Linked DNA regions of Oryctolagus cuniculus: region 2 is linked to region 1. A link is a contact called in public Hi-C data. All regions are on one chromosome and are shown on one strand. The core of a region is the stretch at or near the end of the contact, and the rest is flanking DNA. Distances in the headings are between cores, read along the strand shown.

Region 1 (5,547 bases), core at 911-3,410:
GCTGTAAATTCTTCCTAGAAGGCAAAGCAGCACATGCAGTGTCACATGCATAGTGAGGGGACTGAAGCTACCACTGAAATAATAAACTCCTGGGAAGGAAGCAATGTCACAGGACAATAATAGAGGCATGAATGTGGAGCGGGCAGTGCAGTGAAACAGTGAGCTCAGCACAGGAGCCGGGAAGCTGTCATTCAGACGGGCGTGGCTGCTGGATGGCTGCTGTTCAGCACATCTCTGCCATGGAAATACAATGGAAGGGAAGCGCAGGGCTCAGCCAGCTCACCGACTTGTCTAACACATAATGTAGCTGGGGCAGAGGCCGGTTTCAGTGACTTCTTGCCATCATGTGAACGCCTTTTTCAATGGAAAGCGCACCATAATTCCCAATAGAGTATGCCAGAACGCCAATGTCCCATTCAAGGGCTGCTCTTAGCAAGTGGGGGAGGAAGGGAGGGTGGGGGAAGCGTTTCTTATCTTTCTTCATCTGCCAAGTGCCAGTGCAGAGTCAAACCTAAAGCTGAGCAGAGAAGAGCTAGTGACCCCAATCTTACGAGTGTGAACGGTCCCTTGAGAAGGTGGCAGAAGTGGGAGGCTGCACCAAGAGTTGCGACTCTGAGATACCAGCTGGTGAAGTGGCTGCAATAAAGAAATGTCAGCCTTGTCCTCCCTGGTCCCAGCTGGCTCCAGAGCACTAGCCCTGGGGTAACCGAGCCCTGCTGCCACCCTGGCTGTTGAGATCAGACTATGGGGGAGGGTGAGGAGAGCAGACTAATGGCTCCCCAAATGCAAAGAGCCTACAAACAGTTCTCATGGGAAATGAACATTTTGAGAAAAAAATTTTTTGACAGGCAGAGTTAGACAGAGAGAGAGAGAGAGAGAGAGAGAGGGAGAAAGGTCTTCCTTCTGTTGGTTCACCCCCAAAATGGCTGCTAAGGCCGGCGTGCTGTGCTGATCTGAAGCCAGGAGCCAGGTGCTTCCTCTTGGTCTCCCATGCGGGTGCAGGGCCCAAGCACTTGGGCCATCCTCCACTGCCTTCCTGGGCCACAGCAGAGAGCTGGACTGGAAGAGGAGCAACTGGGACAGAACTGGCGCCCCAACTGGGATTAGAACCAGGGGTGCCGGCGCCGCAGGTGGAGGATTAGCCTAGTGAGCCACGGTGCCAGCCATATTTTGAGAAAATTTTGCATGAATTTCAAAAAAAAGATTTTGTGCCAAAATATGCTCTTCTTTTAATTCCACTTTTCTGGGCCAGCATTGTAGCATAGCAGGTAAAGCCTCCACCTGTGATGCTGGCATCCCACATAGGCGCAAACTCATGTTCCAGCTACTCCACTTCTGATCCAGCTCCTTGCTAACAGCCTAGGAAAAACAGCAGAAGACCCAATGCAATCACAGGGTCTTTGTAAGGGAGAGAAGAGGCAGAAGGATTCAAGAAAGTGTGAGGATGCTGCGCTACTGCCTTCCTAGGAGCAGGGAAAGACGAGGTTGTGGCTTCTCCCTTGGGAGACCATTCTCCACTGGGGAAAGTCTCCACTGGGGACAAAATCCAGAGGACACCTGGTATAACCAAATGAGACCCATCCTGGACTTCTACCTCCAGAGCTGTAAGAGATGAGATGTGTTTTGTTTAAAGCCACAGCATGAGGGTTTGTTACAGCAGCAGGAGTGAAAGCAGGTGCCCAAGTGAATGCCCACAGACACAGTGAGCCAGTCACAGGGTGTGGACGCAGGCAGGGCAGGTCAGGGCGAGGACACAGCCCAGCTCCCTGCACTCACCCTGCACCCCTGCAGGCCAGGCTGCGCTTGTGGACTCTCCTCAGCTGCTGGAGACACACAAAATGCCCTGTTTCAGGCTGACCCTGGGCCTGGATTCCGGGGCTGCTGACCATTCCCAGGGCCACACTGTACCGCTCCCCTGTGTTTCTCTCCCTCAGCGTTTTCCTTGCTCCAGTTTGAAATGACCCGGCTGATGGGCCTGTTCTCGCTTCCCTGGGAGGCTTGGTTCATTACATCCATTAGCACTTCTCCATTTCCCCCCAGCAGGAGATATTTTTAAAACATTAGTTCCAATGGCAGCTGCCTGCCCTCCAGCAGAGCGCCTACATCTCGGCTCTGTTCTGGTTCCCCCACCTGTCCTTCCGGCCTGCAGCCTCTCTCCTCCCGGAGAGGCATTCCTGGGTAAAGAAACCTGTGTGCCCTGAGGCTTAACACCATTGCATTCCTGGGCAATGTTCCTTGATTGGGAAGATAATCGCTCCCACAGCCAATGGAGAGAGTGAAAATACTCAGAGTGAGTGAAAGTGGCTTGCAGCCGCCACTGGGGAAATTTCTGTTTCGCCTGAATTGACTTGGATCACGGGGCTCCGGAGGGGACCACCTGACTTGGAGCTGTCAGGGGCTGTCAAGCCCTGGCTTGAGCGTCAGGCGCATGGTTCCCGGCTGCAGGCACCCCGTTGCGTAAGGATGTGAAGATGTGTGATGTGTTCAGGCTTTTTTTTTTTTAAATGAGCATTTTGCTCTCCAAATAGCTGGCAGAAGATCAGACTGTGCTTCACTGTTAAGCACGCAGAACATGGTATGAATTGAATGCAGAAGACAGCATTAGGCAGGATTAGCTATGCAGACATTAAGTAGCATTTGTGGCTGAGGACATTGCAAACTAAGATTCCAAACTATAATGCCCTAATACTTTCAAATATAAATTTTGGGGTCAGTGCTGTGGTGCAGTAGGTTAAGCTGCCATCTGTGATGCCGGCATCCCATATGAGCACCACTTCCAGTCCTGGCTTCTCCACTTCCCATCCTGCTCCCTGTTAACATACCTGGGAAAGCGGTGGAAGATGGCCCTGCTCTTCGGCACCTGTACCCACATGGGAGACCCAGATGGAGTTCCTGGCTTCTGCCTTCGGTGCAGCTGGGGGTGTTGTAGCCATTTGAGGAGTGAACCAATGTCTTTGTCTCTCTTTCCCTCTTTCTTTTTAACTCTGCCTTTCAAAAACAAATAAAGCTTTAAAAAAAAAAAACATTTCAAATATCAGTGCATGGTATTTAATACGGTTGCTTTTTAAAGAGGTTGTTTTTCTTGTTGTTTAGCTGGACCTATGGATGATAGGAACACTCATGCAAGTGGAAGCCTCCAGGAATATGTAGGCCAAGTGTGTAGGCAGCCAATTACAAGGACAACTGACAAGTGAGAAAGTGGCTCAAAACACCCAAGAATGTATTATATGGACAAGAACAATGCCATAAACAACCAGGATTCTATTATAATAACAACAATAACAAAGTACCTGCCCTCTGGAAGTATCTAGTGAAAGAATGGGAAAATGATGCATTTGCTGTCACCCCTGGTTGTGACTGTAACGTACATCATTAATCAAAAACCTTACATTTCCCAGTAAACCAAAACATTCCATTAAAACCCTATGGCTGGCGCCGCGGCTCAATAGGCTAATCCTCCGCCTGTGGCGCTGGCACACCGGGTTCTAGTCCTGGTCGGGGCACCGGATTCTGTCCTGCTTGCTCCTCTTCCGGTCTAGCTCTCTGCTGTGGCTCGGGAGTGCAGTGGAGGATGGGCCAAGTCCTTGGGCCGTGCACCCGCATGGGAGACCAGAAGCACCTGGCTTCGGATCAGTGCGATGCACTGGCCGCAGCGCACCAGCCGCGGCGGCCATTGGAGGGTGAACCAACGGCAAAACGAAGACCTTTCTCTCTGTCGCTCTCTCTCTCTCACTGTCCACTCTGCCTGTCAAATAAATAAATAAATAAATAAGAAAACCCTCTACACAATGCTCCAGTTAGCAGCCATCAATGGACAGGGCCTAGCATGTACGAGAAAACTCTGGTCTGCAAATTGGACTCATCCATTAGCAATTTCATTTCAACTCACTCCATATGCTGGGAATATAGCTCGCTGGGAGCTATGTGAGCTTAAGCTCTCTCTAAAGCCATGTGCGGGGCACTCGGAGAACAGGGTTATAGTGGATCTTGTGTTGAGCTAAATGAAACACAGCTGTAAGAGTAGGAGAACTCTTCCCAGGAAAGATAATACTTGAGTTGGTCCTTTAAGGAGAAGAGGGAGTAGAGACCACTGGGAAAAAAATTGGGTAAGAGCATGAGCAACAGGCAAGGGGACAGAAGTGCGCTCCGGGTATATTTGAGGACATGTAAAGATGTGGTTGGGGGTTAAGCTAGAAAAACAGGCTGAAGTCATTCTGTGAAAGGCTTTGAGTTCCCTCTCACAGATGGAGAGCGGATGACTGTGGATGACGCCCAACACAAAGCTGGGACAGGTGCTCTGGCACAGCATGTTAAGCCATTGCTTGGGATGTCTGCATCCTATATTGGAGTGCCTGGGCTCAAATCTCAGCTCTGCTTCCCATCCAGCTTCCTCTAATGCACCCTGGGAGGCAGCAGGTGATGACTCAAGTACCTGAGTCCCTGCCACCCATGTGGGAGACTGGGTGGAGTTCCTGGCTCCTGGCTTCAGCCTGGCTGATGTGGTTATTTGGGGAGCGAACCAGTGGGATGGAAGATATCTCTCCCTCCCTCCCTCCTCCCCTTCCACTCTGCCTTTCAAATAAATAAATCAGTCTAGAAAAAAGAAAAACGCATGTCCCGAAGCTGTCCCTGTTTGAGAGCGGTGAGGGGCTACACAAACAGGAGCCTGGAGAAATGAACCGAATCTCTTAAGGGAAAGGACACAACCCCCTCCTCTCCTGGCCTCACGCCAACACCACAGAGCCTTCGGGGCAATTCGTGTCTGGATTGGTGATCTTCCAGTTGTCCTATATGCCTCTTTCTGGGTTGCTTGACTCCCTCAACTGCTCTTGTTGTCCCCAAAATCTGGAGAGTCAGAAGCCTCATGACTTGGCTCACTCTAGACCTGACCGCTAGACTGTAAGTTCCCCAAGAGCAGGTCTGGTCATCTCAGCCCAGTACCAGCCTGTGCCCGGCACCCAGCAGGCACCTCATGGATACTTATCAAAGCAGTTGGAGGGTATTCCCCATGTATTAAATGCAGCCCTACTGTGCGTTTTGATCCTACCAGACAGACCTCAGTGCTATCCAGGCAGAAGGCCCCTTCCCAGAGTTCCATCTTCCCAGAGATCCATCTTTCCACAGAAAGGCGTCTGGCTTCCACTCCCACAACCCCCAGTTCTCATGTGCCCTTCTAGAACATCTGCCCTGAGTGATCGCACGGAATGCAGTTTGGGTTCTCTGTGCACTCGCTGAAGTGCCCGTATGTTAGGGGAAAGATTTGTTGCCTCTTTTGTCCTCAGTGCCTTTGTTATCTCAGAGACACAGAATGTCCTACCTAGAGGCAACCATTAACAGCCAGCTCCGTCACGTCCCATGGGGGGTGCGGAGGGGCACCTGAAGCCCTACGTGCCGCAGCTGGTGAGCGGCAGGGTCAGGATTCATACTCAGTCTGCCACACTTGAGTCCACTCCGCTTTGCACAAAACCTTGCAGCTGCCTCTCCTTTTCACTGAGTGTGTGATCTGTGAGCTCCCAGCAAGTGGTTGAGTTAGTGGAGTGACCACTG
Region 2 (5,547 bases), core at 2,154-4,653, 370 kb after region 1:
TCCCAAAGCCTATAGATAAGTGCTAAGTTTTTTCTTATTACAACATGACACTCTCAAAATCTTTAGCAAAAATAGAGACTTGTGAAAATGTTCTCCTTTCCAGTGACTGTGGTGAGAAAGCACTTCCCTGTGAGTTTGCAAAGACACAAAACATTTCTCATTCTCACTTCAGCTTTTGACCAGCAGACTCCAGCTGAATTTCCCTTCGTATCACTTGTCTCTGTCCTCCGGGGCATCCTGATTCATTTTCATTTCTTTAATGGTAGCAGAGGGAGGATTGGCAGGAGGCTGACGGTTGTGAGAGTTTTTGGAAAGGTGCATGTTAAAGAACAGATTGTGTCATTTTCATGGCCCACATGACAATCGAGGACAGATGATGATAACCAGGGAGGCCTGATGCAGGAAACTTAATTTAGCTTAGGATCCAATTATAAAACAAAATTTCATGTTAAATGGTGGGGGAAGAGAAAGGGAACAATTGGAAGGCTCCTATGCATTTTACAGCGGACAGCAGATCTTGCCATCTGATAAGATCACACTCCTAGGAGGCAATGGGATACAGAGGAAAGCACATAGGCTTTCAAGTCCATCCTTCGTGGTTTTTTTTTTTTTTTTTTTTTTGTCTTTAATTTATGCTCTATTTCCCTTCTTTCTGTCCTTCCTATGTTGACAATATTTTTAGGCTCCTAAAATATGCTTGGCACTGTTAGCTGCTGGGGACACAAAGCCGAATTACACAGTAGGAAGCTGCCAGGCTGGGGAGCATTTGCAGTCCATCTTTGTCATGGACCAGCAACTGACTTTGGGTAAATCACTTATTCTCTCCGAGCTTCAGTTTCACCTCTTATGAAACAGGAGTAATACTAACTTCTCTCAGTGTGGCAGCAATGCAGGAGAGTTAAATGAGATAATACATGCAAATGACTCCCACCTCCTGCCAGGTGCATAGTTGGGGCTTAATAAATGAGGGCCTATTGCAGATCGCTGTCCTTATAGTGATTATAACCTGATCTTCAGGTTCCTCTTCCCACATTCTTTAGGGTTTTGGCATCTGGCTCTTAGTTCACTCTGCCTCAGAGAGCCTCTTCAACCAAGAATTGCTCCAGCCAGAAAGCCTGAATCCTCAAAGCCCCTAACAGACGCCAACTTCTCTACTTTGACCTCCCTTTCCCCTATACTGGCTTTGCAGTCCCAGCAGCCTCTCTGGTCCCTGGATTCCATCTTAGTTCTCCGAATGGTTAGCCCCACCCTCTACCCTCAAACTCATCTTTATGCTCCTCGCCAACTTCATTTCCTTCCGTGTCTTTCCTGCAGACCACAGCCAAACATTCACTGCTACAGGCTCCCCAGAACATCGCCCTCAGCCACTTGCTTGGCTACGACATTCTGCAACTCCGAATGCACCCAATGGCTTGCTTTCTCTTCTCCTGTCTTTGGTTGACTTGTTGCTGCCAGAGAAAGCCCATCAGCCATGCCAGTGCTCACCTCCTTCAGTGTCATGCTTCTGTTTCCACTCTTCCAGTCCCTGCATTATGGCTTTTTTTTTTTTTTTTTGGACAGGCAGAGTGGACAGTGAGAGAGAGAGACAGAGAGAAAGGTGTTCCTTTGCCGTTGGTTCACCCTCCAATGGCCGCCGCGGTTGGCGCGCTGCGGCCGGCGCAGCGCGCTGATCCGATGGCAGGAGCCAGGAGCCAGGTGCTTTTCCTGGTCTCCCATGGGGTGCAGGGCCCAAGCACCTGGGCCATCCTCCACTGCACTCCCTGGCCACAGCAGAGGGCTGGCCTGGAAGAGGGGCAACCGGGACAGAATCCGGCGCCCTGACCGGGACTAGAACCCAGTGTGCCGGCGCCGCTAGGCGGAGGATTAGCCTAGTGAGCCGCGGCGCCGGCTGCATTATGGCTTTTACAAGTGTTTACATCATTCTTCCTTTTCTCCTATAGCATCTGCTCTAGCATAAAACCTTGTCCAGTCTCCTTGCCCTCACCTCCACACTGAGCTTCTGGAATCAGCTCTCGGCATTTAGAAGTCAAGTGCACAGCCTTCCCTGCTTCCACCTGCGTGGTGAAGCAGGTAAATTGCTACTTTTTTCAAGATTCAGCTTGTGCTCTTGATCCTTTCTTCCCGCCCAGTTTCTCTTGAACTTGGTTGGGCTAACTGTTGCTTCCCTCATCTGTTTCTCCCCTTTTAACGGCTCATTGTTAACCCTCAAACATGTTCAACCAGTGGATCTTAAGAAAGTTTCTTTTGCTCCAATTTCTCTTCTGGGTGCCACCTTGTTCTCTCTTCTACTTCACTGCCAAATTTCTTGATCACTCTTATTTCTCACCTATCATTGAAATTGTCACTGAATTTGCACTGTCATCCTCACTGCTAGACTGCAACATTTTTGGGGACACCAGGGACCTCCTCAGTAACAAAGCCAATGGTTCCTTCCGGTTCTCATCTTCCTTGACCTCTCTTTGGCTTTTGACACAGTTGACTTCTTCCTTCTTTAAATTCTCCTCTCTTTTGGTTTCAGTCTGACAATTCTCTTAGTTTTTCTCCACAGTCCCCAAGCATTCTGTGTCAGTTTCCGTTAAAAGTTCATCATCTGCCTACTTCGTAAATATTCGTAATGTCTCTCAATGTTCAGCCCTCTTCTCTTCATTTTCTACATTCTGTCTTTAGGATGATCTCACTCATTCCCATGATACTGATGGTTTTTAAATCTGCAGCTCCATGCCCCAACCTCTCTCCTGCACTCTACTCCCTGTGGCAATACCTAATTGGCTAGGTTGCAGGCGTCTCACATCCAGCAAGGCTCACCAGCCCTCCATAACCCAACCAAGCCACTGCTAACGGCTTTAATGTCAGATGTATTCAGTAATTCCCACAGTGAAAGGAGCGAGGACCTTGATAGGATTTTCTCTTTTTCTCTCAGTCCTTCGTTACAAGCAACTGGTAATTAGCAAACATCACTACTTAATATTATTATAAGCAATTTCCTGCCCCAAGCCTTTCAAAAATTAGAACGGTGTCCAAAGAGCTTAAATGATCAAGGTGAAAAAATGTCTTAAGCATTAGGCTCATGCTGAGTTAAAAGAGAGAAATTATTAAAATAGCTCCCAGCAATAAGAAGCCTGGTACCTGTGTGAATTTGCCTTGTGTCTCATCACATGTATCGGAAAGAAAACTTCTTGTATTAAAAAATAAATTTCTGATAGCATTGGAATACACTTTTGCAGGTAATGTCCACAGCTATTTGTTAAAGATGTCTGACGGCCTTATTTGTTTTGTTTCACCTGAAAAAAAAAAAAGGCAAAACAAAGCAAGCAAACAAAAAAAACCACTGCCTGGGTTTCTTGGTCAGCAGGGGGAGCACTATTACCTTGCTGGGGAAAATTTTCACCAAGGCAACTGTATTTTAATATAGACCACATCCTAGCAACGAGGAGGAAAAGAAAATGAGACAATCGATACATTTGCTCCCTCCTGGTTGTAATATTTAAAAATAGCTTGATTTTTTTTTTTTGCCTTTGTAATTGAAAAGTGTTTTCTCAGGAAGGAATTACCTGCTGTCTTTTCATCTTTGCGTCCTTCCTTTCAATCTCTTGCTAATTAGGGAGAGAGGCTTTTAATCCCGGATGTGGTGTCTAAAATGGGTCAGGAAGCTGGTGTCACGGCCCCTGGTCCTTATTCGAGGCCGCGTCTGTCTGACACGGAAGCGAAGGCACTGCTTGGCTCCTTTTACTTAAGCTGCTCGGCCCTGCGAGAGAAATCAGTCCAAGTGGATTTCTGTCGGAAATGACCTTCTATGTGAGTGAATTGATTCGAGGAGATGGAAACAGGGATATGGTGTCCTTCTCAGACTCGCCTGGACCGGAGCCTGGCAGGCCAGGGGGGCCGGCCTTGAGAAACGGAAGCATGAGGAGGCTGGGCTGTCATCTGGAGTCCTTCTGGGATCTTGAACAAAACGTTTCATTTAACTCTGGAGCCACGGCCTCTTTTCTTAGGAACATCGCGCTTTTACGAAGAGACAATGATCAAATGGATTCGAAAACACTTCGAAACCTCAGAAACTATGTATACAATAACTTACACTAAAGGCTTAGCTTGGCTCATACATACGGGTTCAAAATGGTGCCATACAAGGGATCTTCGAAAACCTTCAAGCAAAATGTGTGTTATGAAAAAAAATGCATCGATTTCAAAGGCTTTTTTTTTTTTTTGCACAGAAATACACTTTAATTTCATTTTCCATGAACTTTTTAAAGTACCCTCATAATACCCTATATATAAAGAGAGTGTATATAGCTAAGTAGGTAAACTTATATTCATGTAAGATACATATATCTGAGAGAAATCTATACACAAATGGGAGATATACAGGTGAATGCAATTCTTTCTGAATTATACTGTTTATAGTAATTACTCTACTCACTGAGAATAATAATAGCTCCAAGGCAGAACTAACAAAGAATCCAGTACTCTTGATAGGCGTTTACTTCCTAAAATTCTTATTTGATAAGGAGGACTTGAAGTCACTTATTTTTCAAACACATTTTCTAAGAGAAGGATTAGAGAAGATGTTCGAACAGGAGCCCATTCTCCATGCCTATCCTTATCTAACAAACACACTGATTAAACACTCTGCCGGTTCACTTTCCCTCATGTCATTTATACCCTGAATGGAAGCATAGCATTACAATATTTTTATAAGCACTTCAAGAGAAATAGAAGTATAAAGGGAAATCTAGTTTGGCACCAAACTATACACACACACACACACACATATATATATATACACACACACACACAAAATTCAGTGTCTAAAGTGGCTGTTTTTTCCCCCAATACATCTTTCTCTTTTTCCAAGTGACAACGAATAATTTAACATATTTCATTATGGCTTTAATTGTTTTAAAGTAATGAATTTTTAAAATTTTTTTAATTTTAATTTTTTTTTGACAGGCAGAGTTATACAATGAGAGAGAGAGAGAGAGAGAGACAAAGGTCTTCCTTTTCCTTTGGTTCACCCCTCAAATGGCTGCTACCGCCGGCGCGCTGTGCCGATCCAAAACCTGGAACCAGGTGCTTCCTCCTGGTCTCCCATGCGGGTGCAGGGTCCAAGGACCTGAGCCATCCTCCACTGCAGTCCCGGGCCACAGCAGAGAGCTGGACTGGAAGAGGAACAACTGGGACCGAATCTGGCACCCCAACCAGAACTAGAACCCAGGGTGCCGGTGCCACAGGCGGAGGATTAGTCTAGTGACCCGTGGCGCGGGCCTAAAGTAATGAATTTTAAAGACAACAAATGGAATAACTTCCATTATAAAGTGCAATTTAACATATTTGATCTATGACTGATGAACTCAGAGACCGAGAGTGAGGTGGGTGCTAATGAAGTCAAAGTAAGAAGTTTAGTTCCTGTGAGGTTCAGGCTTACTTATTACTATGGCCACAGATACAGCTCTAAGCCTAGGTAATTATTCATCTTATAAAGTATTATTACTGTTCAGATCTGAGACAAGGAATTAAATGTTACCTAAATAAAGTGAAATAATCTTC

Evidence for each region. A called contact is a pair of places that touch in the nucleus more often than the background predicts.
Region 2: a Hi-C map of an unstated tissue shows a contact between it and region 1, with 4 times the contacts expected there. The contact joins two enhancer-like sites. A contact is called at or near these places in 3 of 6 Hi-C or Micro-C datasets (ear pinna, skin fibroblasts and an unstated tissue).

The regions. Positions count from the first base shown.
Region 1 is chr7:86,469,536-86,475,082 of mOryCun1.1, forward strand. No RefSeq gene overlaps it. Among named protein-coding and RNA genes, the nearest start is that of SSX2IP, 79 kb to the right of the region's middle. Within about 2 kb of position 2,161, at least 1 of the 8 cell types and tissues checked has an H3K27ac peak or open chromatin away from gene starts, as enhancers often do.
Region 2 is chr7:86,837,333-86,842,879 of mOryCun1.1, forward strand. No RefSeq gene overlaps it. Among named protein-coding and RNA genes, the nearest start is that of DNASE2B, 35 kb to the right of the region's middle. Within about 2 kb of position 3,404, at least 1 of the 8 cell types and tissues checked has an H3K27ac peak or open chromatin away from gene starts, as enhancers often do.